Linked DNA regions of Mus musculus: all the other regions are linked to region 4. A link is a contact called in public HiCAR-type, HiChIP or PLAC-seq and promoter capture Hi-C data. All regions are on one chromosome and are shown on one strand. Each heading gives the region's core, a stretch centred on a gene start, on an enhancer-like site or on the middle of the called end of the contact. The rest is flanking DNA. Distances are from core to core; before and after follow the strand shown.

Region 1 (3,461 bases), core at 909-3,408, 1.0 Mb before region 4:
TAGACGGTTGGCTACCAATGACTGTATGGATATGTACTTATGTTGTTTTCCTTGGGTAGTTGTACAGATTGCTTTAAGTTACTTACATTTTAATAATTTTAAAAACCACCAGCCTGTCTGATCTTTTTCTCTGTGAGGTTCTTGACAGGAGATAGCTTGTACTAGCTGGGGCTTCTCACCCTATCCTTAAACAAGGAAAGTTGGACAGTCCTAGAAACTAGCACGGTGGTGACGACTCAGATGAAGAGGTGAGGATCCCATGGGAATGGAGCTATGGCCCGCTGTTCCTCATGTTACTCTCTTGGAGTAACTGAGATTTATTTTTCTCCTGTGGGAAACTGTCCCCTCACAGTGGGTGTCACAGGCAAGCCTCATTGTGTGTCTGTCAGTACCACTTCGAGCAGGTTGGCTTTGAGAGCTTTTTCTCCTAGTGATGGGGGAGGACGCCCAGGGAGTCTATTTATCATATGGCCAGAATCACAGAAAGGCAGTCCTTTCCTCAAACTTGAGTCATGGAGCTGTGTGATGTGTCATTTGTCATTGTCCTCTGTGAAGATGCTGAAGACAGGCAAGTTTATTACTTAAAGGATGGGCTCTCGCCCTTACCGTCCAATCTCCTACACTCCTCCTGGAATACAGTCATGTTGGATCATGATGAAAATTTCAATTAAAAATTTGTATTTGATTGACTTTTACTTATGTGCAGATGTGTAACCCTATGTGTAGGCCTGTGCGTGAGATGCCAGTATCTGCAGAAGCCAGAGGCATCAGATGGATCATCGGATCGGCCACTCTGGAGTTTGAGTTACTGGCAGTCATAAGCCAACAAATGTGGATGTAGGAATGGAACTCAGGCCCTCCAGGAGAGTAGTACATGGTCTTAATCACTGAGTCACCTCTCCATCCTTCCAGGATAATTTCAATGAAAAGTCTGATCCACTAAGCCCTCAAAGTTGTTTGCTACCAAAGTAGGGTCCTCAGTTGTGTTACTTGGCTACTAGATTTTTCTCTCTATTTACATCTTGTTTATAGGTACGGTGTCTAACAAAGGGAAGGAATATTTCCTAGGAGAATGCTAGAAAACTTTAGCAATGGGAAACTGTCTATCAGCTTTAGAACTTCCCAAGAAAGCCCAAGGAGTTAAAGCAGCCAACCAAGAATTTGGAAAAACTGTAGCGCTGGTCTTCATCAGTCAAGAGACTGGCACCAGTCAACAAGAAACACACAGAAACTAAGAAATATGACTGCCAAAGTCTTTATGAGCAGGCTTGCCCTAGAGTTTTACTACCTGTGGTTGGGGGAGATGTTCGGTGAGTCATTTGTCCTGTGACCACAGTGGCTGAAAGGCAACTCTAGCTGCCCTCTAGCCTCGCATCATCTAAACACAAGCCAGGGTTGCTCAGTCAGTCTTTTTTACATCCTTGGAGATGCAGGAGAAACTGTGTTTCTGGGAAGGGTCCCTCTAATTCTTCCCTGTAATTGTTTCCCTCTTTGGTTCACTACAATGTAACTGTAAGGTCCTCAGGTGGAACTCTTCCAGGGTGGGAGGGAGACCCTTCAGGATTCTGTGCTGGAAGGAACTCTGCTTATGTGACTTTTCCACCTCACTCTTCTCTGTGTTCTTAATTGATTCATTTTCATCAAGTATCTTGAATACCCTCTCTCTTCCATCACAGTGAACACTCAAAATAACATTAATAAAAATTTAGCTTTACACCAACATCTATTAAGAGCAAAACTCCGGGCCAAAGCTATTAATCAAATTCCATTTAAGAAGAGGATATTAAGTAAATTAGTTGAGCTGATTAAAAACACCTTCATCAAAGTAGAACATCGGTGCCAACAATATTAAGAGTTGAATTATCGATTTTGCTTTTTATAAAAACTGAAGATAGTCCATTAGCAGGGAAGAAAAAAACGATCCTTCTTCCTTCACTTTGAGGACAGTAAGGGTGATCTACTGCTAGGGATGGGGAAAGAAGTTCTGGGAAGCGAAGGGCATGACGGCAGAGTTTGTCAGAGGGTCAGAAAAGAAGCTCTGAGGTCAGATGCCCAGAGGAGGGCGCGGTCCAGCTGGGCAGCAGGACCACCTACAACCGCGCCGGTTGCGAGCGTACACCGGGGCGCTCCCGATCCCGGCCGCCAGAGGGCGCAGCCCGAGCCGGCGCGGCGCCGGGAAGGAGGAGGGGAGCGCGAGAAGGGTCAGGCGCGCAGGGCGTCCGCGCAGCTCGGCTCCGGGAAGGGCGCGGAGCCTCTGCCTCCGGGATGCGGCCTCCCGCGCTGCTGGCGCTGTTCAGCTGCTCCGCGGGTAAGTAGCGAGCGGCCCGGGCGGGCGCGGGGAGGGAGTCCCGGGGCTGCTGGCCACCCCCGCGCGGTTCCGGCTGCCGCCCGCCCCGTCCCGCCCCGTCCCGGCCGCAGCGCCCTCTAGTGGCGCCACCCTCGGCCCGCGCCCTCTCCATCTCCGCCTCCTTCCGCCGGGGCACGCGGGCTGGTGGGGAGGGCGCGGCCGGGTCGGGAGCCAGAGCCGCGCAACTGCTAGAAACTTTACAAGAGGCCGCGCCTTTCCCGCCCCTGCGCGCCGCCCGTGCGCCCTGCGGTGCACACCTCGCGCCCCACTATGAGCACCCCGCCCTGTGCGCCCCCAGCGCCCCGCCGAATGCTTGCCGCGCTCCGCGGTGTGCACTCCGCACTCCACCGTAGCTATCCTACGCCCCACGGCATTCATGCCACGGCCCGCCGTGTGCACTCTGCGCCCCACTGTGTACACTCCGTGCGCCCCACCGTGTGCACCCTCTGCTTGTGCTTACTCCGTGCCCGGCCGTACACCCCCTGCTCTCTACCGTGTGCCCCTGTGTCCCACAGCTGTGCACTCATGGGTCCCATAGTTGTGCATCCCATACCCCTAGATGTGCATCCCCGCGCCCCACCTTGTGCACACCCCTCGATCCTCCATGTGCATTCCCAGTGCCTGGAGGTGCATATCCCAAGTTTCACCCCTCCCGACCTTGAATACCGTATCCCACCTCACCGTGCATACCCCGCATCCCACTGTGTGCACCCCGCTCTCTACCTTGTGCATCCCCCGTGTTCCGCCCTGTGCACCCTGTACCTCCTGTTGTGGACAACCTGCACTCGGCCATGGGCACCCCTTTTCCCACTCCTCCGTATGTACCCTGGATCTCCTGCTGTGCATGACCGGTGTCCCACTATCTACACCCCACCCCCACCCCCGCCCATCGCCCCAGTCAAGCACACACCGTTTTGCCTTAAATACTCCATGCATCCCATCGTGTGTTCCTTGAGACCCTACCCAGCTTTACAGAACCCTGATACAGCCATTAGCACGCCCCAAGGCGCGCCCCCCTCCCCGTATCCCTTGCGTCACCCCCACCCTGTACCCTCAGCTCCTGCAATTTCCCAGAGACCTCCTCTCTTTGTGTACCACTCCCTAGGAACCTACA
Region 2 (3,375 bases), core at 586-3,085, 550 kb after region 4:
GGGTCGGTCTGTACAACCTTCCACTCACAAAGGCTCCAGGCACCAATTTTTTCCCATGAAGCAAATTCAAATTTTGTTTTCTTCTGGCAGTTTTAATCTTTGGTTAGTAGAATTCACAGATGCAAGACCCAAGCATACAGAGGACTCACAGGAGTTCTGGCAACCCATCAATGCCTGACCTACTAAGCATTCACACTTTTTGTTTGCTTGTTTGTTTACATCACCTCTGTTTGAGGAAAACTCACTCCTCTTTGCTTTGGGACTGGGTAGAAAGCCATCAGGAGCTCTGGCTCAGGTTCTCCTACTTGAATGAGCTTTGGTTGGATCAAGCAAATAAAATGAATGTAACCATGACCCCCTGGATTATAAGTATTATATTTGCCGACGTATATGCTTGATATACAGCTGGCAAAAAAAGCAGTCATTATAAAAATCTTTGGTGGTGTGCCTAAGAAAGTTGGGTATTTATGAGTGCTTCTAGTTTAGCACACTATATATACATATATATATACACACATATCTCCATCAGAAAGATTTTCCTTGAGAGACCATACTGATGGGTGCTGAAACCATTCTCATAATGCTTTCTTGAGTATACTACTTTGCAAGCATCAGTGGTATCCGTGGATAACTTTCCAGTATTCAACACGCTACTGTTATCATTGTAAATGAACAGATAAAACTTTGAAGGAAAGGGAAAGTCACCCTTTCAAACACATTGTAACAGTGCCACGTCTCTGAGCAGTGAGCATGGACGTTCTTTAAGATAACTAGGTCTTTCCGGGTCTAGTCTGGTGAAAAGAGCGCAGTTAATCATTGGGAATCCAAAACTGAAATCACACCAAAAGGGAGTAAGAATTATATTTCTGTATGGTTCAAAAGCTGGCAGTTCCCAGAGAGGAACATCATGCACTGTGAGGGTAAGGAGGCGAGGTAGTGATGTCACCTGTATGCATTTCAGCGTCTATAGTGATCAATCTTATTTTGGCTGGACCTTGGTTAATACACCACATGTTGTTTATTCTTCTCATGCGGCCTCTCCAGGATTCTGTAGCAAGTTCCTTTCCTCTAATAAAGGATTCCTCTCTGTGGTTTTTAGATGAACCAGGAGGTTAGTATAATCACAGTAGCTGACATGTTATAAAGTGGTTTCCCCTACACCAATACTCTGAGTTCTGAGGACTGGTGGGGCAGATCAGCTGGTTAAATCTTTCAGGAGCCTAGTCTGCAGTTCTATAGCATTGTAGAGTTTAAAGGATTTCATATAAAATGAAGGTGTTAATGGTACTGCTCTGTATGGGCCATTAGGATGAATCAAAATGATGCAGATTGCAGGCTTGGTAGGCCCTCCTGCCCAAAGCAAGGACCCAGTCAGTAACTCCGGAGGGTTTTGCTAGGTTCTCTATTGGAGAAAGAAAAGGTTTCAGCCCTTGGAGAAGTTCATTAATCTTTCTGAGAGAAAGAGTAAGAGGAATGGGGTTCTAAGATAGATCGGACTTTGTCTTGCATCCTCTCAGCAGCTTCCCAAATTTAGCCCATGATTCCCTCGGGGTCATAAGTACAGCAGGGTTGTTTCCCACATTCCCAGCTGAGGACAAGGTCACATCAAGATCTCTAGGGGTGAGGGAGCGGTGACTTAGCAGTGACTGGTGGGATCAAGCTCCGCACTGTTTGCGGTTGTTTTCCACTAAGGGTCTAGAGCCTTTCATATGCAGATAATTTGTGATGCAAGGATCCAATTCAATGCTTCTCTTCAGGAACAGGCACAGAGCAGCTACTTCATGCATGCCACTTTGTTGTTGCCCTGGTGACATTTGAGAGGCCCTCGGGCGACCATGGATGTCTGAGGACTCCAGAGAGCAACCATGTGAACACAAAGGGCAAGTGTTACAATGCAGCTGTTCAGGGAAGACTCTGGAATTGGAGCTGTGCTCCATGAATTAGGACTTTTCTTCTGGCTTCTCTCCCCTCTGCTGGACTCTTGTCAGTATGTTACAAACATTAATTCAGCTTTCTATGAGAATTTGAGCATACTCAAAGAACTGAAAGAAAATTAAGCCACTACTGGGACTATAGTAAAACCATAGGATTAGAAAGCTTCTTACAATAAATTTAAGAAGTCATTAACATTTATGCACTCTTTGAAAGAATGCATGCTAGCTTATTTGTTTTTATTTATCCAGTACCTGGTACACAGGTTATCAATAAATGTTTTCAAGTTGATACATGCAGCCACTGAGGCACTGTTTAGCTCTCTTTTTCAATAAGGGAACTATTGGCTAAATGCCTCCTGAAAAAATGGATCAAGAAGTCGTATAAGTCCACCTAGTCGATTTAACTTCAAACCTGCAAATCCAAGCGACTGCACCCAAGCTAGCAGGGAAGAGGCCTTGGGCACAGGAAGAGGGGAATCCCTGAGAGCTCCTGTACGGATGCTAACTCAGCAAGAGCCATTTCTATAAGCCATGGGTGACCTCATGCTCTTTGTGACTGTCCATGTAAGAACTGTTCTTGACCAAAGTCATTTTTTAAATTAAGATTTATTTATTTATTTTATGTATACGAGTACACACTGTAGCTGTACAGATGGTTGTGAGCCTTCATCTGCTTGTTGGGAACTGAATTTAGGACCTCTACTTGCTCTGATCAACCCAGCTCACACCGACTCAAAGAGTACACTGTCACTGTCTTCAGATGCACCAGAAGAGGGCGTCAGATCTCATTACAGGTATTTGTGAGCCACCATGTGGTTTCTGGGATTTGAACTTAGGACCTTTGGAAGAACAGTCAGTGCTTTTACCCACCGAGCCATCTCACTAGCCTGTCACCAGCCCGAACAAAGTCATTTTAAACGTGAAGATATGAGTCTGGAGAGATTACCCAAGGGTTCAGAGCACTGTCTATTCTTACAAAGCAGCCAGGTTCAATCCCCACCATCTACAAAGTGGCTCACAACCATCTGAAATATCAGCTTCAGGGGAACTGACACCCTATTCTGGCCTCCTTAGGCACTAGGTATGCATTTGATACACAAACATACATTTAGGCAAAACACCCATACACATTTTTTCCCCTAAAAGCATAGATACAAAAATTAGTAGGGACTTGTGAGACTTAAGACAGAATAAAGAAAAAAATCACATATTTACATGTAGATAAAACCTTGACTTAAGATGAGATCACAGGGCTATGTCCAAATGACTTGCCAAACATCATGCTGGTATCAAGGATACCTTAAATGGGCTCAGTTATGTTAGCCTATGTTTGGGCATGATCATCTGACACAAAGTCTGTTTTATAATGAAGTGAAAGCTACTTCATTTGTGCATACAGCTGGATGTTTCAAAGGAATGGTGGATGGGAAAACTCCAAGTA
Region 3 (3,678 bases), core at 329-2,828, 620 kb after region 4:
GTTTTCCCAGCATGAGTTCAGAGAAGGCTGGAGAAATTTTTAGCTAAAAGGTGTGCTATATGACAGATTTTCTCAAATAGCTGTGCTATGAAAGCAAAGTCTAGGAATTCTACAAAAGGGCAGAAGAAATATAGTATGCACTTCAAATCTTCCCTTTATTTTTACTTCCCTGATTTCTTATACATTTGACACATGTAATACTTATTTTTGTTGCCACAAAACATCTCAATAAACGTTGGACGTAAAGTTGTATAAAAACCTAATTTTAAACCCAGACACTATTGCAAATGCCAACAAGAGCTTGCTGACAGAAGCCTGATAAAGCTGTCTCCTGAGAGGCTCTGCCAGTGCCTGACAAATACAGAAGTGGATGGTTATAGCCATCCATTGGACAGAGCACAGGGTCCCCAATGTAGGAACTAGAGAAAGGACCCAAGGAGCTGAAGGGGTTTGCAGCCCCATAGGAGGAAACAATATGAACTAACCAGTACCCCCAGAGCTCCCTAGGACTAAACCACCAACCAAAGAAAACACATGGTGGGACTCGTGGCTCTAGTTGCATATGTAGCAGAAGATGGTCTAGTTGGTCATCATTGAGGGAGGGGCCCTTGGTCCTGTGAAGGTTCTATGCCCCAGTATAGGGGAAATGCCTGGGCCAGGAAGCTGGAGTGGGTGGGTTGGGGAGCAGGGGGAAGGTGAGAGGGGCTAGGGGATTTTCGGAGGGGAAACTAGGAAAGGGGATAACATTTGAAATGTAAATAAAGAAAATATATAATAAAAATAAAGATAAAAATAAAAATCTACTTTTGTGGACATGAACATTTTCATTTCAACCCAAGATGTTTAAGTATGGTTCTAAATGTACATTTTGGTTCATATATACTAGTGTCCAAATATTTGAAATACTGTAGTAATACATAACTTCAGCTATGTAATCTAATGCAAAAAAAGGTCATCTTTAGTACTTCAGTGAGTCTAGTAATGACGCCATTTAATAAAACATGCCATTTAAGTAAGTGTTCCTGACATCTGGTGTTAATCAAAAGAATTTTATGTTTTACAGTTGACATTTAAGAAAAAACCCCATGACTCTAGTTATAGTTATACTACTGTTCATCCCAGACCATAGATGGTATAGGCCATATTTGGAAGGCTTCCTTTTTTTTTGCTTGGTTGGTTGACACAAAGAAACGAGTTGCTTTGTGCATATGTTGTATATAGGATTTAGGCCAGTTCCTAGGAACGAATAAACAAAGAAAGAAACATTAAATAACAACACAGTTTCTTAATAACAAAAGTGGTCACAGTGTTTTCCTGGATTAAGTTTAGGGAATAGAATAGTCTACAGAGTGAGTTCCAGGACAGCCAGGGCTACACAGAGAAACCCTGTCTCCAACCCCCCCCCCACCCCCCACCCCCACACACACACAAAGAAAAAGAATTCATTCTAAAACGACAATCCTAGGAATTCTGCATCTGGGCAAACAGTTGAAGTGAGACTTCCAGGGCGTGGAACCCCATGAGGCCCTAAGAATGTCTATCTTGTGTGAAACTGTATTGTTGCTAGGCAGGTGTGAGCCATTCCTTATCCAAGGCAGGACTGACAGCGGCAGCTTGAGAGTGATACTCTATCAGCCCTGGGCCCAGAACCTGTGGGCGCCCTTTTAGTCTCTCCAGGCCTTTCCAACCAGGAGCTGAGTTGTTCTGCCTGTCTTGCAAATTATCCTGTGTTGAGTATCTTCTTCCATACATTATGTTACATTAGTTGTTCCTCAACTCTCATTTACCTCAACCTACAATGCCTATTTACTCTTCTGGAAATGTATTTATCTGGAACACCAATATAAATTCAATTATATATTAGATTTGTTTTTTTTTTTTAAGTAGAGTTTGTTAGACCATTTGAAAAACAATGGCCAGGTGTGCAAGAGCATTTGGCAGGTGTTAGCAACAGGAGGCAGCACACTATGAGACTACCAGAGAGTCAGACTGTGATCTTTAAATGTAAAGTAGGGGTGTAAATTAGCTCATATGTCAAATGCTGACCGCTTTATTTAGCTTAGAATTCTTTACAGATAACACAAAACTGCTGCGCTGAAGACCGGGATGAGGGAAGGCTGGGATGAGGGAAGGCTGGGGCAGAGGAGTGTATGCAGGCAGTTTCCCTATCTGTGCTTTTGTGGTGCTTGACTGTATTGTTTCATACTTACAAAGGGCTTTAAACGCTTCTCTCCGCCAGTGGATGTGAATTCTGGGAATACTGACTTGTCTGTTTCCTTAGGGTATTAACAGATTAGCAGAGGGCCCATGACCCCAAATCTGAAATTCTACAAGATCTAAAACTGCTGGAGAGATGGCTCACTAGTTAAGAGCACTGGCTGCTTTTGAGGAGGACCAAAGTTCGATTCCCAGCACCCACACGGTGGCTCACAACTGCCTGTAATACCAGTTCCAGGGTATCCGACGCCCTCTTCTGGCCTCCATGAGTAAGTACTTCTTCATGCATGCCCTGTACAGATGGCGTAGGTTTCAGCCATGGTCCTGAACTGTGCTGTGTGAACACAGAAAACAAAAAAAGGAGCTTCCTGCTTACTCGGAAGCAGTTTGCTACTTTGGACCAGAGATATAAGAACTTAATTTGAAAAAAACTTGCTTTGAGCCCAGGGCCAGTGGAAGACAGAAGGGAAGATTCACTACTGTCCATAAAGCAAGAATTTGGCACACTGACTACACACACAGAAGCCAATTAGAGTGAAAGAGCTCGCACAAAAACACGGACGCGGAGGACAGACTGGACTTTCAGCTGTAGCCTTCTCCAAAAGTGTCACTAGAGGAGAAAGCCTTGCCAACAATTTTTACTGAGGTCAAACAGTACTAGGAGACTGGGAGAAGTAGCGAGAAATCTTGGAGCTGTTCTGTGAGGCAAGAGTTGCCGGTGGGGAAGATCTGGGCAGGGTTGGGTGCCCTGGTACTTTCTGTACACTAAGTAAGGCACGGTGAAGAAAAGAGGGAGGTGATGGATGATCAGGTCTTAAGACAACGGCTTGTGATTCCCTGGGCATTTGCTATGACACTTTGACCTCTGCAATGAGGATTTTAACCCAGCTTGTCAGTCACATTTTATTCATGGCCTCTTTTGGCAATGTTTGGGCTAATTTAGAATGGCTTTTACATTTTCAAATAAGTTTTTTTTTAAAAAAAAAGAAAACTATTATGTGATCGAAGAAAATCAGAGAACATCTAATATCTTTTTAAACATTTTATTATGTTGTTATTTAGTGTGTGTTTTAAAAACATCATATTACTTTTTTGTTAGTGTGTGTATTTCTCTGGGTGTTTATGCTTGTTTTGTAGTGTGTGTGTGTGTGTGTTTATGTGCGCATTTACACCACAATAAACATGTGGAAGTGAGGAGACTCTGTGTAAGTTGGTTCTTTCCTTCAACCTTATGGGTCCTGAGGGTCAAACTCAGGTCACCAGGCTTTGTGCCAACAGCCTGTCAGCTTCCACATCATGGAGAGAAGTCTATTAGAATACAGTTGCCATAAGTTGTTTGTGATTGTGGGTGGTTCCTATGGTACAACAGATCTCCTACGTCTGTCACAACAAAAACCACAGACTAGAGTGGCTTAGACAACAGCCATCTACATGCTGGGGCTTCCTAAGATGCACTCTACA
Region 4 (3,553 bases), core at 530-3,029:
AGGAGAGTTCCCAAGGCTTAGTGGATGCATAAAATGGGTAGATGCCTGTAGTACAGCTCTGTAGAAGACAGAGTGATCCCAGGAACCCTGCTGAGAGAGGGAATGAATAGGTGCTAGTATCTGAAGGTGCTTGCTCTGCTACAACTTAAGGCTCTTCTTCCCCAGCACAAACACTGTGGTTTATAAACCTGCATTGCCTATCTTTCGTTTCGAATATCTTACCATAAGCTCCCGATTCACCTCACATGTTCATTGTTGAAACAAACAGTCCTAGTGCAGGGAGATCCTGCTCACTGCAGGGATGGACAGCATCAAAGAGCAAAAGGCGACCAAGACTTGTCAGCTCTGACAGGGACCTGGGGGTGAAGAGAAACCTCCATCTTAGCCCGCCCAGCCCACAGCTGCAGCAGTGAGGGCAGAAGTGGCAAGGGCGCACAAACCTCATTTTCTGGATGGCATCTTTGTGGCCTTCCAATCGCTTCCTCACCCCGTTAAGGGGGGTTCTTGAGCAGTGGGATGAACACTGGATCCCTAGGTCCACCAACCGGTGAGGAGCCATGTAGACATTAATAATCTTTCATTTACACAGCACATAATCTGTGCTGCACCACAGGGTTTAAAACATCGCACAAGAGGTGGAATACACCTTTAATTCTAGCACTTGGGAGGCAGAGGCATAGAGGCAGAGGCAGGTGGGTCTCTGTGAGCTCCAGACCCAGACAGAGCTACATAGTGAGACCCTATCTAACAAAACAAGACAAAACAACAAAAAAAGCCAGGAGTGGTGGCACATACCTTTAGTCCCAGCATTGGGAAGGCAGTGGCTGGAGGATGGAGCCTAGCCTGGGTTATATAGTGATTTCTAGGCCAGTCAGGGCTGCATAGTGAGAGCGTATTCTCAAATAAAATAATACACATTTATTTTTTATTTTATGTGTATGAGTACACTATAGCTATACAGATGGCTGTGAGCCTTCATGTGGTTGTTGGGGAATTGAACTTAGGACCTCTACTCACTCCAGTTGGCACCCTCTCGCTCCAGAAGATGGTGGGTGTCAGATCTCATTATGGGTGGTTGTGATCCACCATGTGGTTGCTGGGGTTTGAACTCAGGACCTTCGGAAGAGCAATCGGTGCTCTAACCCGTTGAACCATCTCGCCGTCCCCCTCCTTTTTTTTTTTTTAGAAATTAAAAAAAAAAAAAAAGGCCGGGCGTAGGGAAAATGCCAGTACTAAGGAGGCAGAAGCAGAGGCAGGCAGATCTCTGAACTCGAGGGCAGCCTGGTCTACATGGTAAGATCATGTGTAGCCTGGTGTACACAGTGAGCTCCACAGGCCAGCTAGGGCGGCAAAGGAAAGAAAAAGGAAAGAAAAAAAAAAAAGCCTCATCCAAAAAAGGAAAGAAAAAAAAAAGCCAAAGCCAGCGGAGTTCAGCTATCTACAGATTTCCCGCCAAAGCCTGGGAGGCTGAGTCCAAGCTGAGAGAACGCACTGACAGCTGCCCATCACTCTGCTGCCAAGGAGACAGAGGAGGCCGCGCCAGCAGGGCGGAGCCTGCGCGTGCGCGCCCCCGGGTGTGTGGGGCGGAGCCCGGAGCGCGGGCTGAGGAGCGCGTGCGCACGCGCCTGAGCGAGAAGCCGTGCGGCCGGTAGGGGGCGCTGAGAACCCACGCGGCGCTCTGCCTGCCCCCCAGGCGCTGTCCGCCGCGGTTCGATTGGAGCAGCCGCGGAGCTGCTCTTGGCGCCATTTTGAAGCGGAGAGGCGGAGGAACGGCCTGGACTGGCTGCGGAAGGGGAGGGGGGGCGGGAGGAGGCGATTGGATGCGGCGGCGGCGGCGGCGGCGGCGAGGGCGGCGGATCCCCGAGATCGGAGGAGCGCGAGGAGTGTAGGAGCCGGGCGACCGGAGGTAGGAGCGACTCGGGTAACGGAAAGGGAGCGCCTCTTCATCGCCTCAGCGCCCCACGCTCCATTTTTCTAGCGGGGCGTGCGCGCGTGGAGCCGTCGCCCGCTGAGCCTCGCGTGTCCCGGTGTCCCAGCGGGGCTGCGGTGGGGCCGGGGGCGGGGAGGCCGCGGGCCGCGGCTGGCGCCGGCCCGGAGTGACCTTTGCGGGGGCCGCGGCCGCGCCCCTCCCCCTCCCCTCTCCTCCCCCTGGAGAGAAGCCCCCCGCGCCGCTTCCCCCTTCCGGCTGCCTGCGGGCCCGGCGCGAGGGGAGGCGCGCCGCACTGCTCGGGAGTCGGGGAAGAGCCGGGAGCCGGCCGAGAGAGCGAGAGCGAGAGAGAGAGAGAGAGAGAAAGAGGAGAGAGTCAGAGAGAGTCAGAGAGAGAGAGAGAGAGAGAGAGAGAGAGTCCTCGGGCGACCGCGGGTGCAGCCCCACGGCGGTACGGACAGTGTGCGGTGCGGGCTCGCCCGCCCGCCTCTGCACCGTTATTCCACTGACACTCTAAAAGTTTGCGGTCCGGGAGAAGCCCTGGCGGCGGCGGCGTTGGTGTTGGCGGCGTTGGCGGCGGCTGTGGCTGTGGGTCTGCTTTTTGTTTTGTTTCGGTTTTTGCTCTGTACGTTGAAGAGCAAATGTGATGTTTGCACATAGGAGCAGGCATGTAGCATGCAGCCGACAGGTGTTTGCAGGGTCGACGGAACCCCGAAATTCAGCACCTGCTCTTCAGCGCTGCATGCTATTCCAGTACGAACTCCCGAGGGGTTTGAAAGAAGAGTGATTCGTTCGCTCCATCCTCAGGAACCCTACCAAGATTTAAAAGCCCCCCCCCCCCCCCATATTTTTGATTTCAAAGAATGCTCCTTTGATACTAGAGTTAGGAACTGATGGGTGGCTGTAATCGCTCCAAGGAGCGGTCTCTCTGTTGAATACTTGTTGAAGCTTTGGAAGTATTGTTTCATTTTTGAAGGTTGGTCTGAGGTCCTGAGAGAGTTGGGGAGGCCTGTGGACTTCAACGAAATAACCTTTTAAAAGCCAGGTGTATGTAGTGTAGGAGGTGGGCTGTAGCTAACTTATGATGACTGAAGTGGAGAAGGGCAATTTAAGCATTGTTCTCAGCACATGTAGTTAACAGTTCCACGAGGGGGTGTTTTCTGTGTTAACTTTTGTGAAAGTCAACTAAGTTGGCACAAGCGCGGGTTTCAGAGGCTATCTCTTGGCTGTGCACTAGACATGTCAGATGCTAGTGTTTGGGGGACTTTAGTAGAGTGAACACTTGGGAGCTATGGCAGGCCGCTGTGGAACAGGTAATCTTCCATTTCATGGTGACAGCATAATACCTAACTGATTTTACAGCGGCGAGTTTGGAGGTAAAAAGTTATATGGCACATAAGATTAATAAATTAATTCCCAAAGTTTAAATATTAAACACACTTTTAGGGTGGTGAAAGTGGGGAGTAGTATGCTATGGTAGCCTGGAACTGGCAATCTTTCTGGCCTGATGTGCTGGGATTACATTGCCACACCCAGCTCATAAAAACCATCTTGAATCAAAACGTTACTTCTTTGAACTCGTATTTGCATATGATGTAAATTTACAGATACATATATAGAAAAGAT
Region 5 (3,881 bases), core at 51-2,550, 560 kb before region 4:
TAGCTAAAATTCTTTTTTGAGAGATATTTAGATACAACAAGAAACACCTTCAAACCATTCATCTGAAAGATGGCATCGCGTTAACCTTTATCAATACACATTTATGGGTGTCGTTTCTCATCCTCTGGTCTAGTGGTTCTCAACCTTCCTAATGCTGCGACCCTTTAATACAGTCCCTTGTGACATGGTGGCCCCAACCATAAAACTATTTCACTACTATTTTAGAACTGTACATTTGCTGCTGCTATGAATCATAAGGTAAACACCTGATAGACAACGCCCCGTGGGGGTTGCGACCCACAGGTTGAGAACCACTGATCTAAGGTAGCCAGAACTACAGCCATCTGTTTGGGTGAGTTAGCTACCCCAAAGTTTTCCACAAGAAAGGCAAGGGCTGTGATCCTAGCCTATGTTTTTGGCTGCGTTCCCAGTTAAATGTCACAACAGTAGCTGCCTTTGGGATATCTCTTCTTTTTGTTCACAGAAGAGGCTCTTTATTGGAGAGTCTGAGTAATTATACACTATGCTTCTTTCCCTCCACATAATATGAAAATTGTTAATTTTCCTTTTTCTCTATGGTAACTGCTGGGGTATTTCAAGCCCCTGCCTGTTCTCTCTTAAGTCTGTATCCAGTTTCCCAAGGGGCAAATCTGGAAATATTGAAAAAGCAGAGATAAGCAGTTTAGGTTGACAGAAGCGTGTGTTTCAGGCACGATCCCTCTTCGACTCTGCCCTTCCCTGAGGCCCGTGTGCATCTTTACACACTGGGACTTTTCTGGTGCCCTTTTTTCAGCATGGACCATTCTTCTCGGTTTCTCAGCCTTTTGTACTCCTCCATGTTTCTCTGTCAGCTCTGCATGCCCCTACATCAGGGTGCTCTCCGAGTGATCCTGACAGAACCACGTGTTCCTGTTTCAGCTAGGAGAGAGTCGTCTACCACTCACTGTGTACAGAGAGTGTGTGCTGTTGCTGGTATTTTTAATTTTAAAACTTCACAGGTTCAGCTTTACACACCTGAACACACGCTTTTCCATCAGATCACCCCTATGTCTTGGTGAGTTTCCTGTCTGCAAGGTGGACTGGTTTCCCTAGAGCGATAAGGAAGCCCGGCTAGAGGGCTGAGGGTGCCAGGAGGCAAACGGCGTGTCAGGAAGCAAGTGGTTTGGTTACTCTGTAGGTTCTGTTGTTATTGGCTTTTCATCTACAGACACAAATCCCATGAGCAGAGCAAGGGGCAACAGATGCTTGTGCCCATAACTCTGGGCTATGACCTTGGATTGGGGGCGGGGAGGACGGGGAGGGACCAGGCTGCTGGAGAGGGCTGCACAGCGTGGCTGTGGGGCAGAGCTGACAGCTGACAGCCAGCTGAGCCAACCCAGCAGCACACTTTCTGGTTCCCACAGGCTACCATGTGGGGCTCAGTTAGGTCAGTGTTCTTGCTAACTTTCCTCCCATGAGACAGAAAACTGTAGTTAGTGCTCTTGGTTCAAGGAATGAAACTATGTATCATTTACAGATCGACGGGGCTGGCTCTGATACAGTTCAAAGTAGCGTGTATAGTTTTATTGTCTCATTTCTTCCATCCCATAACTCCCTGGGGTGAGACAGCATCTGCTCCTGAAAGAGAAATTACTGCAGCTTCCCCCTTGTTTTTCCTGGGCTTTGGACTCTGGGGAGATTAATACACCTCCATTCTTTTGGAATCCCAGATTTTTGCACAGAAACTTAGCTACAGACCATTGTAAAGCTGTTGTGTTAGATGTAAGATTCTTGTGAAAGGAATTCTCGTGTGTGTGTGTGTGTGTGTGTGTGTGTGTGTGTGTATGCCTAAGAAGAGGTATTGAAACGTAGTTTGGGGGTGTGGCTCACTGTAGAGTGCTTGCCTAATATCTATGATGCCCGAAAAAGAAAGTAAACAAGAACAAATTTCAAGGCATTTCAAAAGTCTTTAAAGATAGTAAATTATCAAGTGGGAATTTAATCTCATAGATCAAAGATCACACATTTATATATCAAAATTTTCTCTCTCAAATATTTAGATTACTTGTGGCTAACACATTAACATTGTGACTTCTTAGACCAAGACTCCATTAGATTTCAGGCATTTAGACTTAGTATTCAGTCCACAGCTTGTTAAGGCACGGAGAGTGTTGATGTAATTCTCTCGTGTCTTTGCAGTTGTCCCAAAGCACGGGAGCAGGCATGCGATATGGGCCAATTAGTTTCTAAATTTCTTAATGCATGTCAGCACTGTAGTCTGTCAGTGTGGAGAAACGGACTTCCTGTCTTATGATATAACTGAATTGGCCGCTCACCCTAACCCCCAGAGGTGATGGAATGACAAGCAGAGGCAGACAAATGAGATTATCAAAACATGGCACAGGGCCTGCTTTTAAAGGGGGGGTGAGTGGAAGCAATGGGAGTTGATGTGGGCACGCACCTTATTTCCTGCCTGAATGTCTGTGAACCACATGCATGCAATGCCTGAAGGGGCCAGAAGAGGGCGCCATATCCCCTGGACCTGGAGTCACAGATGGTTGTGAGTAGCCACGTGGGTGCTGGGAACTGAACCCAGGTCATTACACTGAACGCTTCCTCAGCTCGAGTGCATTACTCAGCTGAGGAAGCTTCACGACTCTATAGGATGACAAACTGGAGAACAGGGACACGTGGTCAGGAGACACAGGCCTCCAGCCCCAGCACGCAGAAGTTAAGGCCTTGAGATCTGTCCACTCTGCTCCAATTCAGAATCCTAAGCCAATATTCCATGAGGTTTGGAACCCAGGTTGGCGAGTGCTTCCTTTGATCTGATATAGGTGATGAAATAGATTTAAATGAGGCCTATTACCAACATCACATACTGTACAGGGCCAGGGCAACCGAGAAGGAATGGCAAATGTACTCCTTCATATGCTACCTGTATTGAGCTGAGCACCAGGCCATCTCTGCTCTCTCCAATGGCTGTTCTGCTGGGGTTCCCTCAGTTGCCCTCATGCTTGGCTACAGTCACTGCTTAACAATGAGGGTATTCCAGGCCCGTCATGACGGGGCCCAATGCCTTTCTTTGGCTTTGGTTCTCTAGCACTTAGCTTCTTTACAGTAACTGTCACCTTTCATTAAGGACATCCCCCCACCCCAGGGACTGGGCACTCTGGAGAGTGGGACACATTTGAATCTTTGCCCTGTTGAGGTAGGTTGGTGAAGATGGCCGTGAGTTACTGATGCTTGGGTGAATGCCAACAGATCCTGATTTCTGCTCATGATGGACCAAGTTGTTGCACGGTCTATGGACCCATATGGTTTTTATTGAACGCTATCTACTCAGTACACTTTATAACTGTTTTTATGAGAGATAACTCACCTATCATAAAGTTCACTACTTAAAAATATACAGTCCAGGGGCTTATAACATAGTCAAGAGTCAGGTGTCCAGCGCCACCGAAAAAAGTGCAGTGAGCTCATATCTCCCGCAATGAAGCCAATTCTCTAGCAAGCACTTTCCAGTCCTGTGCCGCTCCACCCACCCCCTGCAACCTCTGATTTACCTGATCGCTGCGGAGTTTCAATTAAGTGCTTGTTAGACAGTACATACACAATACATTAGAACAATCTCTCTGTGAGCCTAAGTGTAAAACTCAAACAGCTGCGTACCAGCTCGGTGACCTTGGACAGGCAGGTTGTTGAAATTGGTTTAGCTTCTCCATAGGATGAAGTGAGCTGTGTAAGGGCAATTTCAAGTTTGTTTGTTTGTTTTGTTTTTTTTTTTTTTTTCTTAAGCAAGCCAACAAACCACCCAACCCCCAGCCCTCTAGCTGATTTCAATATTCCACCCTAGGGAACCCGTCCCGCCGAGCCACGGCCCTCGCCCTGAAGAAGACGCT
Region 6 (3,896 bases), core at 689-3,188, 520 kb after region 4:
AAAATCACTTTGTACCTGCTCACTAAACATTGTGCGATATTCACCCATCATGAGTTCTGGATCACTAGAGGTAGGATTCTTTCCTGTTTCCTACCTGTAGCTTTTAATGTTTAGGAATTCATTGGCTCCAATCATTCCATTACCCCATTAAAAACAAAACAAACAACCAAAAAAAACAAAAACAAAAACAAACAAACAAACAAAAAAAAAAACCAAGGAACCTCCTCACATTTTCTAAGTATGAAAAAAATAAAACACAGAAATACGGTGTCCATATATAAGAATGACCCACTTTCACCAAGAATGGTAATTCACCCAAAACAACCATTATCCCAAAGGAACATGTCAATGACTAACAATACATATAAAGAAGATTGGAAACTTCCAGTGTCCATAGGATTATATACCTAATGCCCAATACACTCCCATTGTAAGTAGTTTCTCAATAGAAGATGGAGCTGGTTCTTATTCTCAACTGAATGTATTTTTAAATCGAGCCACAGGGAATACTTTTGTTTCCATTCAAGTGAGACTTGCACACAGAGTTCATGGAGTGACTTAATATCCTTCCTGCAATCATACTGGTATGCCGCGCCAGTATCCTTCACACATAGCCAGTTCCTGAACCTTCGCAAACAAATGCCCATTTCCAAGGAAACAATCTCATTAAATGTCGCTGCTAGAATGTGTATTGTTCCTTTTGGAGACATTACAGTGAGATCTTTTAAGATTACAGACTTTAACTTCCCCTCTAAAATTCAATATAATCTCAAATTCATTTATCTAACTGGGAACGGTATTTTCATAATAGCTCTTGAAAATTCCTGGTAGGGCCAATGTAATAGTTTAGTTAGGTTTGTAGTTAAGAGCTAGGTGACTATTTACTGACTGTGGATGGATGTGTCTGTCTCTTAAATGGGTATCTTCAAATTTGTACCACACAGGGCATGTCATAAGCTTTAAGCCTTAAAAAAAAAATCCATGAGTTTTATTAATGTTTGAGGTACAAGAGTTTTTAATGTTTTCCCTTGAGAATAGAAAAGGATCACTTAGCAGCCTGTAATCAGTACTGTCAACCTGCCTTAGGAAACCAGTGCTCCTAAGTGTGTGTAGTCATAGGCTCTGTTTTGAGGTGAAGAGTCACATTTATCCTTTAGCAAGAAAACGGTGTCAACAAATCAGTGGTGACTATGCACACAAGCACACTGACAGGAAGAGACTGTAATTCAAGTTGTCAGTCCAATGGCCTTAAGCTTAGATTCTTACTGTTTTCCTTCAATGAAGATGTACTATAAACGCTGGGCCATTAGTCGCCAGCTCTCTCACTAATTAAACAAACAAGTGTCCACTTTTAAATATGACCACAGTATGAGTTTACCTGCAGAAAAGCTCCCCAAGACACACACTGAGTAAACCTTTCTCATTTGCTCTGTTGACACACAGAGGATTAGGAATTCATGATTCACGTTCTACTGGGGATATTTTCGTTAGTTATGAGGCGCTCGGTGCTGTGACAGACTGCTTAGAACCGAAGTCTAAAGTTATCTGAAAGAGTTCCACGCAGCGTGGCATAAGAATCCGTGCGGTGTACAGCGCAAACAATAACTTTGTAAGCAGCACAAGACAGAGCCAACAGAAATAAGCGGCACCTTGGCAGTGCCCGCAACTCACCTTGCTGGATTTTAGTCACTAGGTGATGGCGTGCTAGGATCCGGCTCATCCTGTAGGGAGAGCGTCTGGCAGTCTGATCAAATCGCAAGTACATCTCCTGGCTCTCAGGTGTCAAGGGGTTTAGATAGTAGCAGCCTGCAGCCGGCGTCCTGGGCACCTGGCTGAACATCTCGGGAGAGTTTCCACTGCCACCTCAGCTGCCGGTGGCTCTTCGCAGCTGTCTCCAGCCTCAGTCAATGGAGCCCCAGGAGAGAGCCACAGACCCAGCGATTTTTAAAAAAGAAAAAGGAGTGCCAAAAGCCACAAGTCAGAATTCCAACCCTTCGGGGCTCTCATGTGACCTCGTGAGCCAATCATAGGACAAGGAGAAAGTATTGGGCGTGTCCCGGCCGAACGCGACCGCGAGGCTGTACCAGCAGCTGAGGAGTTCCTTCAAGCTGCGCTTAAAGCTGATAGAGAATTGGAAGCGCCTGGGGCTGACTAAGCCCCCCAACCCCAGAGCTGAAAGAGGAGAGGGACACAGAAGACAGGAGAGGTCGAACAAGCCCTGGCATAGGAACCTTTTGAGGTCATGAAAGTTAGAGAAAGAGTTTTTGGCTTTCCTAAAGCCAGCAGCAACTAGGTTTAATTTGAAAAAAAAAAAAAAAAAAGAAAGAAAAAAAGAAAAAAGAAAAGAAAAGAAAGAAAAAGATAGCTGTGCTACCTGCAGCTGTGTATTTGAAACACACCATTTCAAGTTAAGTATGGGCCGCTGGGTATAAAATACTAGCCTCATTACAACGGAATTAATTAGATAAAACGTTTCCAAAGAAAAACAAACTTTTGGATCATATTTTGACACTAAAGGTCAATAAAGACCCTGTGGACCAACATGGGATGGGGACATCAAAGGCTTTTACAGAAAAGACCCAAAGAGACAACCTGAACTCCCTGCCACGCTCCTTTAATTTGTCTACTTCCCCCAGTTTTTAAACACCACTAAACAACTGCAAAGCGCTAGTCATATTGAAGCCGCTGCCAGGAATCACTACACAGGATGCAGGTGGCCTTGCAAAGACCCAGTATAAGCTGCTGATCCATGGGAATATAGTGGAAACTTCTAGTAAGTGCTTATAAAGGCTTATAGTAAGTAGTCAGATGTGAAACGGTCTCAATTTAAGAAGAAAACAAGAGAGAAGTCTACCACAGGGCTAGCGGAACATTATTTCTGAGAGAAATAACCAGAGAGACTGGTTTTAAAAAACAGAACCAAAATACCCAAACCAAACAACAACAGAAACAAGAGTCTGGGAGTCCTGACAGGAGAAGCTGGGGAGAGCTCTTTCTGCAGGAGAGTTCTGTGTCCACATGCATACAGGGGAGAGCCAGAGTGTGCCGGGAAAGAAACTGCTAGTCAGTTTAACCATAGCTGAGGAACCATATGAGAGCAGTCAGAATTTCTCCTCTCCAGTTTTTTCCTCTTTAGAAGTGTTTGATGCAAACAACAACAACAACAACCACCACAAAAGGTAGAAGAAACTTTACTGAATTCTAAGCCTGGAGCTGAATGAATAGAGTTCACACACACACACACACACACACACACACACACACACACACAGAGGTTGGTCTTACTTTTGACTGACTTAAAATGAAACGACCTAGCTTATAACTAGACACTTTCAGCAGAAAGTTTAATTGGGAGGCAGAGAGAGGGTTCAGTGGCTAAGAACGCTGGCTACACTCCCACAGTACTTGGTTGGGTTCCCAGCACCCAAACAGCAGTTCATAAGTGCCTATGGTTCTAGTTCCAGGGACCAGACAACCTTCTCTGGTGTCTGTGGGTGGTACACACACATGCATTCAGGCACATAGGCATACACATAAAACAAAGAAATTCTTAAAAAAGTTTAACACGACTCCAGTTAAGATCTTGCTTCTCATTGCTTCACTCTGCTCATCAACAATTAGTGCCTTTCCCTGTGGAAATCTTTGCTGGCCTGATTTTTATAATTTTCTCTCGTCGTCACAGTGAACGAGCCTCATTTGATGACTATAAAAAAAGAGGCAAGATAGTTTTCAGGCATAAAGAGAGACAATGTTACAGGATCGGATCATGGGCTTTGTGTTCTTATTGGGATCTGAAGAGTTTGTTCTCCCATAGATTTGTAGAAGGTACGAGGCATGTATGTAAGGCTTGATAGGTCAAAAGCCTCTGACTGAACAGTGGAAAGGTTAAACTTTGT

What was found. Promoter capture Hi-C pulls out the DNA fragments that hold promoters and counts their contacts. HiCAR-type assays count read pairs that join an accessible place to other places. HiChIP or PLAC-seq counts read pairs in DNA pulled down with a chosen protein or histone mark.
Region 1: a promoter capture Hi-C map of second pharyngeal arch cranial neural crest shows a contact between it and region 4. The contact joins the promoter of B3glct here to the promoter of Pds5b in region 4. A contact is called at or near these places in 5 of 39 promoter capture datasets (the 3T3-L1 cell line, cranial neural crest, pre-B cells and 1 more), 1 of 484 Hi-C or Micro-C datasets (CD8 T cells), 1 of 115 datasets of contacts at active chromatin or transcription factors (pancreatic cancer cells) and 1 of 9 other capture datasets (adipose tissue).
Region 2: a contact with region 4 is called in a HiCAR-type map of astrocytes, with 2.9 times the contacts expected there. The contact joins the enhancer-like site here to the promoter of Pds5b in region 4. A contact is called at or near these places in 4 of 39 promoter capture datasets (the 3T3-L1 cell line, the SN4741 cell line, hippocampal neurons and 1 more), 1 of 484 Hi-C or Micro-C datasets (embryonic stem cells), 4 of 115 datasets of contacts at active chromatin or transcription factors (astrocytes, embryonic forebrain, neural progenitor cells and 1 more) and 1 of 9 other capture datasets (adipose tissue).
Region 3: a contact with region 4 is called in an H3K27ac HiChIP or PLAC-seq map of epiblast stem cells. The contact joins the enhancer-like site here to the promoter of Pds5b in region 4. A contact is called at or near these places in 4 of 39 promoter capture datasets (the 3T3-L1 cell line, the SN4741 cell line, hippocampal neurons and 1 more), 1 of 15 datasets of contacts at CTCF or cohesin (the NIH/3T3 cell line), 1 of 484 Hi-C or Micro-C datasets (cortical neurons), 5 of 115 datasets of contacts at active chromatin or transcription factors (embryonic midbrain, epiblast stem cells, forebrain and 2 more) and 1 of 9 other capture datasets (adipose tissue).
Region 5: a contact with region 4 is called in a promoter capture Hi-C map of pre-B cells, with 7 times the contacts expected there. The contact joins the enhancer-like site here to the promoter of Pds5b in region 4. A contact is called at or near these places in 11 of 39 promoter capture datasets (the C10 cell line, the HPC-7 cell line, HPC-7-derived erythroid cells and 7 more), 15 of 484 Hi-C or Micro-C datasets (B cells, CD4 T cells, CD8 T cells and 10 more), 4 of 115 datasets of contacts at active chromatin or transcription factors (astrocytes, large pre-B cells, memory CD8 T cells and 1 more) and 3 of 9 other capture datasets (adipose tissue, liver and macrophages).
Region 6: an H3K4me3 HiChIP or PLAC-seq map of embryonic limb bud shows a contact between it and region 4, with 5 times the contacts expected there. The contact joins the promoter of Stard13 here to the promoter of Pds5b in region 4. A contact is called at or near these places in 8 of 39 promoter capture datasets (the 3T3-L1 cell line, 3T3-L1-derived adipocytes, the SN4741 cell line and 4 more), 6 of 484 Hi-C or Micro-C datasets (the 3T3-L1 cell line, the C2C12 cell line, the HL-1 cell line and 3 more), 4 of 115 datasets of contacts at active chromatin or transcription factors (the NIH/3T3 cell line, embryonic limb bud, forebrain and 1 more) and 2 of 9 other capture datasets (adipose tissue and pancreatic islet).

Annotation. Positions count from the first base shown.
Region 1 is chr5:149,676,072-149,679,532 of GRCm38.p6, forward strand. It overlaps B3glct (beta-3-glucosyltransferase), which reads left to right and starts at 2,159. Exons shown (of 15, transcript NM_001081204.2): 1 at 2,159-2,308. The coding sequence starts at 2,266.
Region 2 is chr5:151,217,151-151,220,525 of GRCm38.p6, forward strand. It overlaps a transcript of Stard13 not described here. Among named protein-coding and RNA genes, the nearest start is that of Gm52834, 13 kb to the right of the region's middle. Within about 2 kb of position 1,836, at least 46 of the 459 cell types and tissues checked have an H3K27ac peak or open chromatin away from gene starts, as enhancers often do. A contact at or near this core is called in astrocytes and neural progenitor cells, where this site is marked.
Region 3 is chr5:151,296,998-151,300,675 of GRCm38.p6, forward strand. It overlaps a transcript of Stard13 not described here. Among named protein-coding and RNA genes, the nearest start is that of 5430435K18Rik, 46 kb to the left of the region's middle. Within about 2 kb of position 1,579, at least 13 of the 459 cell types and tissues checked have an H3K27ac peak or open chromatin away from gene starts, as enhancers often do. A contact at or near this core is called in adipose tissue and epiblast stem cells, where this site is marked.
Region 4 is chr5:150,672,048-150,675,600 of GRCm38.p6, forward strand. It overlaps Pds5b (PDS5 cohesin associated factor B), which reads left to right and starts at 1,780. Exons shown (of 35, transcript NM_175310.6): 1 at 1,780-1,906. It overlaps Gm40353, which reads left to right. Exons shown (of 6, transcript XM_017321266.1): 2 at 1,694-1,921; 3 at 1,979-2,515.
Region 5 is chr5:150,114,556-150,118,436 of GRCm38.p6, forward strand. All of the region lies in intron 2 of Gm52797 (a long non-coding RNA gene), which reads right to left. Among named protein-coding and RNA genes, the nearest start is that of Gm52797, 15 kb to the right of the region's middle. Within about 2 kb of position 1,301, at least 40 of the 459 cell types and tissues checked have an H3K27ac peak or open chromatin away from gene starts, as enhancers often do. A contact at or near this core is called in B cells, CD8 T cells, the HPC-7 cell line and 5 more, where this site is marked.
Region 6 is chr5:151,188,255-151,192,150 of GRCm38.p6, forward strand. It overlaps Stard13 (StAR-related lipid transfer (START) domain containing 13), which reads right to left and starts at 1,939. Exons shown (of 14, transcript NM_146258.2): 1 at 1,672-1,939. The coding sequence starts at 1,840.